Linked DNA regions of Mus musculus: all the other regions are linked to region 4. The links are chromatin contacts, called in public HiCAR-type, HiChIP or PLAC-seq and promoter capture Hi-C maps. All regions are on one chromosome and are shown on one strand. Each heading gives the region's core, a stretch centred on a gene start, on an enhancer-like site or on the middle of the called end of the contact. The rest is flanking DNA. Distances are from core to core; before and after follow the strand shown.

What was found. Promoter capture Hi-C pulls out the DNA fragments that hold promoters and counts their contacts. HiCAR-type assays count read pairs that join an accessible place to other places. HiChIP or PLAC-seq counts read pairs in DNA pulled down with a chosen protein or histone mark.
Region 1: a promoter capture Hi-C map of embryonic stem cells shows a contact between it and region 4, with 2.1 times the contacts expected there. The contact joins the promoter of Puf60 here to the promoter of Top1mt in region 4. A contact is called at or near these places in 2 of 39 promoter capture datasets (embryonic stem cells and stem cell-derived epiblast-like cells) and 2 of 115 datasets of contacts at active chromatin or transcription factors (both in embryonic stem cells).
Region 2: a contact with region 4 is called in a FOXA1 HiChIP or PLAC-seq map of pancreatic cancer cells. The contact joins the promoter of Ly6g2 here to the promoter of Top1mt in region 4. A contact is called at or near these places in 4 of 39 promoter capture datasets (the 3T3-L1 cell line, liver and stem cell-derived epiblast-like cells) and 3 of 115 datasets of contacts at active chromatin or transcription factors (extraembryonic endoderm stem cells, pancreatic cancer cells and trophoblast stem cells).
Region 3: a contact with region 4 is called in a HiCAR-type map of kidney, with 5 times the contacts expected there. The contact joins the promoter of Ly6f here to the promoter of Top1mt in region 4. A contact is called at or near these places in 6 of 39 promoter capture datasets (the 3T3-L1 cell line, embryonic stem cells, liver and 1 more), 2 of 15 datasets of contacts at CTCF or cohesin (embryonic stem cells and pro-B cells), 2 of 484 Hi-C or Micro-C datasets (myocytes and reprogramming fibroblasts) and 2 of 115 datasets of contacts at active chromatin or transcription factors (kidney and pancreatic cancer cells).

Annotation. Positions count from the first base shown.
Region 1 is chr15:76,079,588-76,082,289 of GRCm38.p6, forward strand. It overlaps Puf60 (poly-U binding splicing factor 60), which reads right to left and starts at 1,359. Exons shown (of 12, transcript NM_028364.2): 1 at 1,263-1,359. The coding sequence starts at 1,286.
Region 2 is chr15:75,215,100-75,217,799 of GRCm38.p6, forward strand. It overlaps Ly6g2 (lymphocyte antigen 6 complex, locus G2), which reads left to right and starts at 1,279. Exons shown (of 5, transcript NM_001371105.1): 1 at 1,279-1,313; 2 at 1,585-1,655; 3 at 2,616-2,700. The coding sequence starts at 1,586.
Region 3 is chr15:75,267,123-75,270,001 of GRCm38.p6, forward strand. It overlaps Ly6f (lymphocyte antigen 6 complex, locus F), which reads left to right and starts at 1,299. Exons shown (of 4, transcript NM_008530.2): 1 at 1,299-1,358; 2 at 1,580-1,677; 3 at 2,658-2,774. The coding sequence starts at 1,608.
Region 4 is chr15:75,677,389-75,680,088 of GRCm38.p6, forward strand. Top1mt (DNA topoisomerase 1, mitochondrial) reads right to left here and starts at 1,412. Exons shown (of 14, transcript NM_028404.3): 1 at 1,265-1,412. The coding sequence starts at 1,368.

The DNA of each region.
Region 1 (2,702 bases), core at 109-2,608, 400 kb after region 4:
TTCAGTGGTGAGACTTACTGCTCGAGACCATCTCAATAATGACACTATCTGTCTAGCATCGCGCTAACCTTTCAGTCTGCATGAACAACAGGGGCTACCCAGAAATGAGGCATCCACTCTCCTCCAGTGCTGTTTAAAGTATTTTATACTCTGCCCTCACCCTTTCTTCTATCATCTGACAGCCACCTAAGGGCAGTCATCAACTCCTCAACTCTCTGGTTGTCTTTCCGAAAAGACCATTTACACCAATAGCGTCAAGCAGCGGAAGCAGGAATTTTTTTTTTTTTCTTTTGAAGTTAGCCCTGATGTGAGCAAGACATACTAGATCCACCCCTCACAAGCTGGAGCAAGTGCCCCTCTCCCATTATGAAGGTGCAGTTCCCAGCTAAGGCTGAGGAATGGCAGCCTGTGTGTACTCTACTCGACCCTACCCTACGGCTGGCCTCCAGGCACCTAGGGCTTAAGTGGTCTCAGCCCTTGCTTCATCCCCTCTGAGTGAGGGTGGCGGCTAACAAAAGTCTGGATTGCAGTGGGGTTAGGTCCAAGAGATAAATAGTCCCTGAAGGAACTCCTGGTGGTAGCCATTCAAGGAACATTCCCGACTGACTAGGGCAGAACCAAGTTCAGCCCTTGGAGCGTCCAGCCCAAGACAAGGGGGTTAGCAAAGTCTTATGATGCCCACCCGGACCAGTGACCGAGGCAGGCACCGGCTGTCGGGTTCCCCACAGAGGCAGTGACAGAATGGCTGTTTGAAAGGTGTGGAGGGGAATGGGGGTTGGGAGAGATGCTCTTCCCCTCCTGCGTGTTAACGGAACGGGAAACCCTCGTCTCTGCACCATGGCGCAGAGCAAATGCTAACGGGTCCGCCCCTTCCGCGTCCCCAACACGGGGCGTAGCCGCGCGGGTCTGGAGCAGGCACCAGGACACCCTAATGCCACCGGACGCCTAGACAGTTGTCGCCCAGTCTCGGCAGACAGGACCGCCCCGCGGGGATCCAGCAGGGCAGCTCCGCGGCCGGCCCACCCCGCCCAGCTGCCGGAAACTGGAGTCCTCGAGCCGGAAGCTGCAGTCGAGCCCCAGCCGTGGCCGCAGCCGCGCGCTCCCGCTCCGCCTCCGCCCCGCGTGCCGGGGACCACGGTAAAGTCCGTACGAGGTCCGGGTCGGGCCGCTGCGCACCCAGGGTCCCCTCCGCACCCTGTCCCAGCCGACGACTCACTCCTCCGAGCTGAGGGCCGCCCCCTGGCCGCGAGGGACTCACTTACGAGAGCTATAGTCGCCGTCGCCATCTTGCGTCCGTCGCGGCCGCCGCGCGCGCCACAAGCATCAGCTCCCTCCGCAGTCTCGCGCGATCTGGGCGTCGGACGCGGAAATCTCGCGACGTACGGCATAGCTACGAGAGCGGAGACCGAAACGCATTTCCGGGGCGGAGCAGGCCGTTAATGTACCGGAGGAGGACGGGGCGGGCCGGGGTTTTGGAGTGGCGACCCGGAGAGCCCTCCCCTGGTCGGGGGGGGGGGGGGTCGACATTTTTGAGTCAGTTCCGTCTGCCTCTTTTCCTACCACCCTATTTTAGTTGAGTCCACTCGCTGAAAGCTCGTAGACTGCGGAGACAGAAGACAAAAAGACTGATGCATCGTCCTTTGCATTGTCCATCTAAAGTCAGGAATCCTCATTCATTTTGAAATATGGTCTCTTTCCTAGTGAGAAAATAGCCGTTGACACGAAGATGGCCCCCAAAAGATGGCTCCCCAGCCTGTCCTGTGGTTATTGTCCTGTGGGCATAAATGTGTACGTTAGTCCCCAAGTCCTGAGCTATGTGTAAATATGTAGTTCATCTGGGCTTTGTGGCCGTAAGGCTGCCTGCAAGGCACCAACCACATCTGTAAGCTCAGGCACCTTCAAACTCCACCGGATAGCCATTCTCGTTTTCCACCCCTCGGGTTTTCAGACTTTAATATAGAGATCTTTAGCAAAACATGGCAGAATATTTTCCTCCCCCTCGGTACCCCCTTTAAACAGGAAAAAGCTCTACTGAAAGCAAACCTAAGTGGGCAGAGAAGTGGAATGCTGGGGAGCCAGGGGAGGGCCTTAGCAGGCTGGTGTGTGATGCTTGTGTCTTGAATTCTCCGAAAATGTGCAGATAGTTTAAAAAAAAAAAAAAAAAAAGTAGGTGCCTCCAGACTTCTATCCCTAATACAGGTTACTAGTCGTTCTGGCTCTGCCAACAGTGCCTGGAGATTAGCTCCTCCTGGGAACGAAGCGCTGAGACCCAGCTTAGCATCTCACTCTTAAGCAAAAGTGGCCAGCCAGAATCACCAAGCAGAAGAGCATGAAAAGAAACCAAGACAACAAAGGAAATGGAAGATACCTAAAGATGTTGCATCCCCCAAACAAGAAAATAAAGATCATGAACTTAGATTTCCCCATTTAAAAAAGAGAAAAATTAAAACGGCCAGGTGTTGGTGGTGCACTCCTTTAATCCCAGCACTTGGGAGGCAGAGGCAGATTTCTGAGTTCGAGGCCAGCCTGGTCTACATAGTTCAGGACAGCCAGGGCTACACAGAGAAACTCTTGTCTGGAAAAACACCCCCCCCCCAAAAAAAAACAAAACAAAATCTGCAAATGAGCGATTCGATAAGTTGAAAAATAAAGTTGAGCTATGTGTGGTGGCATATACCTGTGATCCCAGCACTCCAGAGGCA
Region 2 (2,700 bases), core at 29-2,528, 460 kb before region 4:
ATCTTGACAGCATGGCTGCCTAAACAAGACTTGGCTCCAGATAACAAAAACAGACAGACCCGCTATCACAGAAGGGTAAACCTTGTAGGTCCCAGCCTTAGACAAAGAACTGCAGGTACCAAAAAGTAATTGTGAGAGTTAAACAGTCTTCCATGGGGAAGAGCTCCCAAACTAAGGCCAAGTACTCAGCTCTGAAATCAGATTCCTACAACTAACATTATACAGCCTGAGCACCTTGTATTTATATAGTCAGGAACATATGTGTTCAAGTGTTTTTGTTTGGGGATAACAACAATAAAATAAAATTTGGGAGTCCAAGTGGGTTATATGGGAGGAAAGGAAGGGGGAAATGATGTAACAGCTTAATTTAAAAATATTTTAAAAATTTAAAAGCACATGAGAATATGAATGCTATTACATATGGTGAAAACATAATTCTTTTTAAAAGTAAGGTATATTCTTTTTAAACAATTCAGGAGATCACACTCCCTATACATTAGATTTGAATCCATCTGTGATATTATTTAGACAACTATTTCTCACTAGTCTTTTTATTCTTGGTAAGGAAGCTATCTGGACATCATCGGCCCACTATTGTTGTAACTTAGAAGTCAAATTATAGTTAAATCTCTTCCCCCCACCCTGCTCTAATATCCATCAGAGAGGGGCTTTGTGCCGTGATCTAGCCACTCCAACAGGTACCAAAGTATCTGCAAGCCATCTCTCATCTCTCAAACCCAGCCTTCAAGACTAAAAGGAAAAAATAATGAGAAAGAATCTGTGGACTTTAGTTCCAACAATGTAAACTGCCCGTTTCTCTGGCTTCCTCTCCCCTCTGCCTAGGGCTTGTAAAAGATAGGAGAGAACCTAATCAGACGTGCCTAACATCTGACCTAAGAGGAAAGTCTAAAGTGCATCCCGAATCTTATAGAAGTGAATAGAAAGGAGCCAGCCGCTGTGAGAAAGGCATGAGAGGTTGTAGGTTCACAAACATTTGCCCCCTTACCTTGCTTTCTGAATGGCAAGCACAAGTCACCTGTGGCCCCTGCTCTTCTGACATCCTAGTCCTCCTGAATAATGGTCCCGCCCCAACTGAGTGGTTGTCCCTCACCAACTGATATAAATCTAGCTGACTAGGTCACCAACAAACCATGCTATCTCTTACAAAATAAACATGATGGTCAGAAGGAAGTAAGTACTGAAGCCCCTCCCTTTTCAGGAATCCAGCTGGGAGGAGCTGGGGAAAGAGTAAAGTACTTCAGTCCACATCTGATTGACCTTTCCACTGTGCCTGCAACCTGGTCCGGGAGGAAGTAAGGACTGGTGTCAGGAGGGAGCTGCTAGGTGACAAAGGGAAGAGCCCTCAGGATAGGGCTGTGGTGGGAGTGTGGGATTATGAAGGAAACGCTGGGTGGGTGGTGGGTGAGAGAAGTAGACAGACATGTATTCCTTGGTGAAAGCTGTGTGGGGGTTGGAGGGAGGGAAGATTGGATGCCTGAGCTCTGTGAGAGCCCAGGGATGTGATTGGTGATTTATTAACTGGCTCCAACTTCCAAGGTTTTATCTGTGTACCCTTTCTCCAAGGATGGACAGTTCTCATGCTACAAGGACCTGTGTGTTCATCCTTCTTGTGGCCCTATTGTGTGCAGAAGGAGGTGAGATGGAAAATGGGAGAGGAGCAGGAGGGTACAATGGAGATGGAAAAGGGCCTCAGGGTTGTAGGTACTCCTATTGTGTGCCCAGGACCCTGGGTATGCTGTGGCCAGTCGACTGGGGATTTGCTTGTGGTGGGTGAAGCCTCCTGTGCTGGGGTGCTTTACTGGGTCTGTAAACCAGACCCTGCTTTGCAACAATCAAAACATGCCAGAAGGACTCTTGGACCTCACTACCTGTGCCAGGAACCCTGGCCACCAGAGCAGTCTGTCCTTAGACTCTACCCTGCTGCCCTGGCCTCCCAGTCAGGACACTGGCCTGTGTGCACACAAACTGGCAGAGCCTTCTTTTCCTCCCAGCTGCCAAGTTAAGTGGTGTGGAATCCTTAATGCCTGACATTTGGCTTTTCCTTTTGCCCCAGCCAATGAGACCTGAATGCCAGAACTTCACAACTCTAAGAGCTCTGAGCTCTCAGATGCCTCTATACTTCTAGTCACATCTTTATTTGGGGAAGCCTCATAGTGAGCCTCAGCTTTGAGCTGGACAGTGGGAAGTTATGTGATCTGTCATGGGCCAATAACCAGGGGCCAGCTCTGCATGTTAAGGGTGGGACAGGTCAGAAGAGCCCTCTCCATCTGAGGGCCCCAGTAACTACTTACACACCCACTCACAGGTTCAGCAGACATTTGGTATCTATGTCTTCCCAATATGGTGAATGTGTCTCAAATACCTCTAGGGGTGCAGGTCTCTTCTGTGGGGCTGGCTAGTTGAGACAGCAGTACAGAGCACATTTGAACAATGGATGCTCTTGTTTTGCTTTTGCTTTTCGTGGAGGTGAATGGGCAGCAATGTCCTTGCTCTGTTCTAGTGGCCAGCAGCTGTGTGGACTTAAAGACATTGAGAGGACATGTTTGGCCTAGGAAGGGCATGCCCTAGCACTCATGTATTGTCTTCTTTCTCAGCTCAGGGGCTGGAGTGCTACTGTTGCCTGGGGGTCCCACTTGAGACTTCCTGCAAAACAATGACCTGCCCCTACTCTGATGGATT
Region 3 (2,879 bases), core at 49-2,548, 410 kb before region 4:
TCTGGCTTCCTTCCCTTTGCAGCCTTGCCTGCTTAAGTGGATGTGCTCACCTTCACTGATGCTGTGGTCCATTTTCTGACTCATTGTCCTCTGAGCATACCTGTTCATTTACTGTGGCATCATCTCAGGATGATTTCCAGCTCAGGTCTCATTCGGTGCCTAGCCTTCCTACTCTAACCTGTATCAGTGCCTTGTAGACACTTACATGGGCTACTTACTGTGCTCTCAGCTCCACTAGGTTAGGAAACTCAGACTCTGGCTTGCTGTGGAGGCCCTGCTGCTCATCCCAAGGCTGGGCCACAGATGCCATCAATATTTGGCTAATTAGTAAGGTTTGAGTTATTACAATACCATGCCACATGGTAGTGACATAAAGGCCAAGGAAACTTATGTCCTTTTTGGGACACATTGGACTAGGACCTCATAGGTGAGGAGACAGGGCACATACAAACTGGAGGAGGAAGAAATAGCATGTGGCTTCTTCATGGTGGCTTCTGGGCAGCAGGGACACTGGGGTCATCCACCCTCTGCAAAAAAAAGCCTTGTGCCATGAAAAGAACTGCCTTGACTCTAGCTACCAGATGCTAATAGCACCTGCAGCCCCTTATATCACCCAAACATATCAGACACTGCTTAGTAACTTCCATCCCAGTTGTCAGTAAATTCTTTGCTCAGGACTTGCACTTTTTGAATATAAGACCCTGTAGAGCCAGTCGCCAGGTATTTGTCAGTTGTTTGCCTGCTTATAAAAAGGAGGGCCCTGGGCTCTGAGCCACTGCAACTCATACCCTCTAATTTGAAACAAGAAAAAGTCTGGTGGTGGTGGCAAAAAACACAAGCTACAGCACTTGCCTTTGAAAGTATTGGTTGTAGCCAGCCTGGTATACAGAGCAAGTCCCCCGGACAGCCAAAGTTACACAGAGCAAATATGCCTCGAAAAACAAAAACAAAAACAAAAGATGAAGGGAAACAAACAAACAAAAAAACTAGGAAAAGGCTGAGCAAGTTGCCTCTTTCCTTTGCTTTCTGAGGGCAAGCACAAGCCAACTGTGGCCCCTCCATCTCTGCTCTCTTATTCCTACAGCACCATTGTCTCTCCCCAACTGAGTGGTCCTCCCTCCTCAACAGCTATAAATCTTGCTGACCAGATCACCAACAAACCTTGCTAAATCTTAACCAATAAACATGTTGGCCTGGAGGAAGTAAGTATAGAAACCCCTCCCTCTTCAGGATGTCAGCTGGGAGGAGCTAAAGGAAATTAAAGTACTTACTTCAGTGCACATCTGACAGATCTTACCACTGTGCCTGCAACCTGGTCAGAGAGGAAGTAAGGACTGGTGTCAGGAGGGAGCTGCTAGGTGACAAAGGGAAGAGCCCTCAGGATAGGGCTGGGGTTGGGAGTGTGAGATTAGGAAGGAAAAGCTGGGTGGGTGGTGGATGAGAGAAATAGGCAGACATGTATTCCTTGGGGAAAGCTGGGGGGGGGGGGAGTGTTGGAGGGTGGGAAGAGTGGATGCTTGAGCCCTGTGAGAGCCCAGGGATGTGAATGATGATCTAATAACTGGCTTCAACTTCCAAGGTTTGATCTGTGCAGCCCTTCTCCAAGGATGGACAGTTGTCACACTACAAAGTCCTGTGTACTCATCCTTCTTGTGGTCCTATTGTGTGCAGAAAGAGGTGAGGTGGAAAATGAGAGATGGCCAGGAGGGTAAAATGGAGATGGCAAACTGCCTCAGGGTTGTGGTTACACCTGCACCTCCATTGTGTGCTCAGTGCCCAAGGTGTGCTGGTGTCAGGGGATTGGGAATCGGCTTGTGATGGGTGAAGCCTCATGTGTTGTGTGCTTTACTGGGTCTGTAACCCTGCCAGCGCCTGCCTTGCAACCATCACTACATACCAGAAAGACGTTTCAATGTTACTACCTGTGCCACAAACCCTGACCACCAGAGCAGCCTGTCCTTTAGACTCTAACCCTGCTGCCCTGGTCTACCAAGCAGGCCTCTGGCCTGGGTGCACACAAACTGGTAGAGGCTTCTTTTTCTGGCCTGAAGGCCAAGCCAAGGGTTTGGAATCCTCAAATCTTGGCATTTTACTTTTCCTTATGCCCAGCACATGCCACACGAGGCCCAAATGCTAGAACATCTCTATTCTAAGAAGTCTGAGCTTTCAGATACCCCTATACTTCTAGTTACATGTGTATTGCAGGAAACCTCATGGTGAGTCTGACCTTTGAGCTGGACTCTGGGACATTCAGTGCTTTGTCATGCTTCAATATACAGGGGCCAGCTCTGCAGGTGTAGGGTGGGACAGGTCAGAAAAGCCTTCCCTATCTGATGGCCCCACTACCTATTACACACCCACTCATTTCTTGAGCAGACATTTTGTATCTTTGTTTTCCCAATATGGTGATTGCCCCTCTAATTCCCCTTGGGGTGCAGGTCTCTGCTGTGGGTTTGGCTAGCTGAGGCAGCAGGGCCGAGCATACTTGAACAATGGAGGGTCATGGTTCACTTTTGCTTTTGGCAGAGGTGACTGGGCAGTAATATCCTTGCTCTGTCCTAGCACCCAGCAGCTGTGTGGAAGTAAAGACATTGGAGAGAAGGGTTCTGTTCTAGGAAGGGCATGAACTAGCCCTCATATATTGGCTTTTTTCTCAGCTCAGGGGCTGGAGTGCTATAACTGCCTGGGAGTTTCACTTGGAATTGCCTGCAAATCAATTACCTGCCCCTACCCTGATGCAGTCTGCATTTCTCAGCAGGTAGAACTTATTGTGGGTAAGTTCCCTGTGGCCTCCATAAAGATGGCTGAGGGTAGCTTGGAAGAAAACATCAGATCTGGGCACTTGTTAAGGACCATGGTTCTCCTCCCTTGAAACAGAG
Region 4 (2,700 bases), core at 162-2,661:
CTTTCTCGCTCTTCCTGCAAAGAAGGGACCAGGTGTGGTGGAGCTACAATGCCTGAAAGTGAGCATAGGTGGGGAGGTCAGGGGACAAGGGACCATGTCCTGAGCCAGTAAACAATTCCAGGTGTGCCCTCAGAAAGTAAGGAGCGGGCCGGGCTTCATAAACAGAGCAGCTCTTGCAAAGTAGCCAGAACTTGGATGCCTGAGGGGTGTGAGGGGTGAGAGGTGTCCCATGAACCATGCAGGAGGGAAAAAGAGAAAAGTGGTGGCCAAAGGTTCCCAGAGATAGGGGTTTAAATCCCATTCCGCTTCTCATGTGGGTCTAGGTGGGGAACAGTTCGGTGGCTGCATGCAGAAGTGCTTCGTGACACGACTCAGGCAGCTTTCCTCCAACATTCAGCCCAATTCGATGTCATAAAATGTGGACAAGCACCTCAGAACCTACACTGAGCGGCAAGCTCATTACCCAAACTGCTAGGCGAAGTCTACGGCCATCCCCATTTCACAGACAAGGACACTGAGATTGGGGCTATAAACAACTACTGTGGCGTGGCGTGGCGTGGGTGACATTCCTTTGTCCCACTGGAGAAGAGTATCAAGGAAGTTACCCCGATGTCCTGCTGTGAAGCCCTGTGTCTTCTCCTAGAGGCCACAACTCAGCCCCATTTGGAGAGTCAGGACAGCCCTGTCTTTCCCCTGGAATTTCTAGAGCCTAAGAGCTTAGCTGCCCCAGTCCGGGGCTGAGCTATCAAAAGCAGGTCAGCAGGTCAGCTGTAATGGCTGGCCCTGGAAGGGCTGTCTTCGCTGTGAACCCACCCACCACTCGGGCGATTAGACCAGGACATCCCCGCTCCCCAAGTGCTGTGAGCAACAATCCCACAACCCAGAGCTGGGCGCTTCCGGGAACCTCAGTACACGAGGGAAAGGTTGAAAAATCAGAATCTCACATATAATCTCAGCCTGGACAGCCATCCCAACCCCTAGGAAGTCCCTCGGGGCAGGCTGGTGACGTAAGGTAGGTATTGAAAGCTAAGGCCACGTGACAAAGAGTGTAAGAATCGTGGAGTGGGCCTGAGACCAATCAGGGAATCTGGGAACCACACTCCAAAGGGACCTCCTCCAAACCAAACGCGGCAGCCTGGAGGCCCAGACCCAATTACATGGGTGACCGATTTTTCCCAATGTGTCCGGTGTGGCCCGGCACAGGAGCAGGATTAGGCAAGTCACTGAGCCCTGTCTCGCCTGAGCTCCGTCCCACCCGCCTTACCCGGCTCTGTTCGCCTTCGCGACCCGGGACACCTGACAGGAAGGGACGCGGCAGGGGACATGCTGGAAACGCCGGCACAGGGCTCTGAGCCACAGCAGCAGCATGCGTGTGCGTGCATGCGTGGGCTCTGCCCGCTTTCCGAGGCCACGCCCTTCTGACAGAGCTCCGCCCCCACACGTCCAGGAGTCCCGCCCTGCCCGCCCACCTTGGGAAGGCGTCCCCAGCCAGGGCCGAGCATTGCCCCTCTCCCAGCGCTTCTACCTGCCATGGCAACCTGAGGAAGTCATGAGTAGACACACTTGGTCAGAGGGCCCTATCTACCCATCTAAGTGGCAAAACACCGAGTACCCACACCTCCAGGAGGACGCAGTTGCAGACACCAGCTGCCCTGCTCAAAGCAACTTCCTCTAGGCGACTGACCAACAGCACTGGAAGTCCTGCAAAAACTGCTGTTGCCTAGGCTCGCCGCCAAGAGACCAGGGCCATAAGCCATAGGCTCCCCCCTTCAACACATTCAGATCTGAAGACATGTGTACCAAGATCTCAAGACATTTGTACCAAGCAACAAAAATCTCCTAATCCGCGGACAGCTGCTCCCCGAGCCAGCAGCAGGCAGCCTTGGTATTTCCACTGAAACAGCACACAGGCCTGCAAGAAAGTGGTGAACAGGAAAGGTAAAAAATGAGACGGAGACCAGCAAGAAAGAGCTAGCCTATCCTGTAGGTCCCGCCCACGGTTACCAACTCACTGGATTCCTACTGACATCTAGCGGCCCGAGGCAGGAACAGAGCCGGGGAGAGGCTAGTGGGCCCCCTGCTGGACACGGCCAGTACTACAAAAAGTTTGCTGAGTATGATCAACAGACCAGCAAGACTTTGGGCATTCCAGGTCTGTAGCTGGCTGTCCAGGACCCTTGTACCCTTGAAGACCAGCTGGAGTTGTGACAGTTGGGGAGCATGGCCTCACAGCGTTCATATCCTCATAGCAGGTAAAAGGAGCCCTGTTTGCAACTGAGACCAGGCTTGAGGAAGAATTTCAGGTAGATGATGATGAATGCTGGAGCTGACAGTCAGACCTCCTGAGCCCAAAGTCCGTCATAAGGCTGTTCTGTGACAGCAGTGTCCACTCACACGTCGTAGCCGCCAACAGAGAGCTGGAGGGTGGGGAGGGCTTCATTGTGTAGAAGCCACAATTCAGGATAAGCAGGGGCATTTGACTTCAATACAAACTCAATGCAACCATCTCATTACGAGTAACATACAAGCGTTTTCACGTCGCTTTCCTCAACTTGATGGGCTACAATGGCCTGTGTCTGCCTGTGGGAGTCCACCATCTGCTCTTTACTAGACAAGTTTAATTTCTCTGAATCTCAGCCTCCTCCAGCACCTCCTCCAGAAAGTCTGATAAGAGCGAGGCAGACACATACACACTCAGAG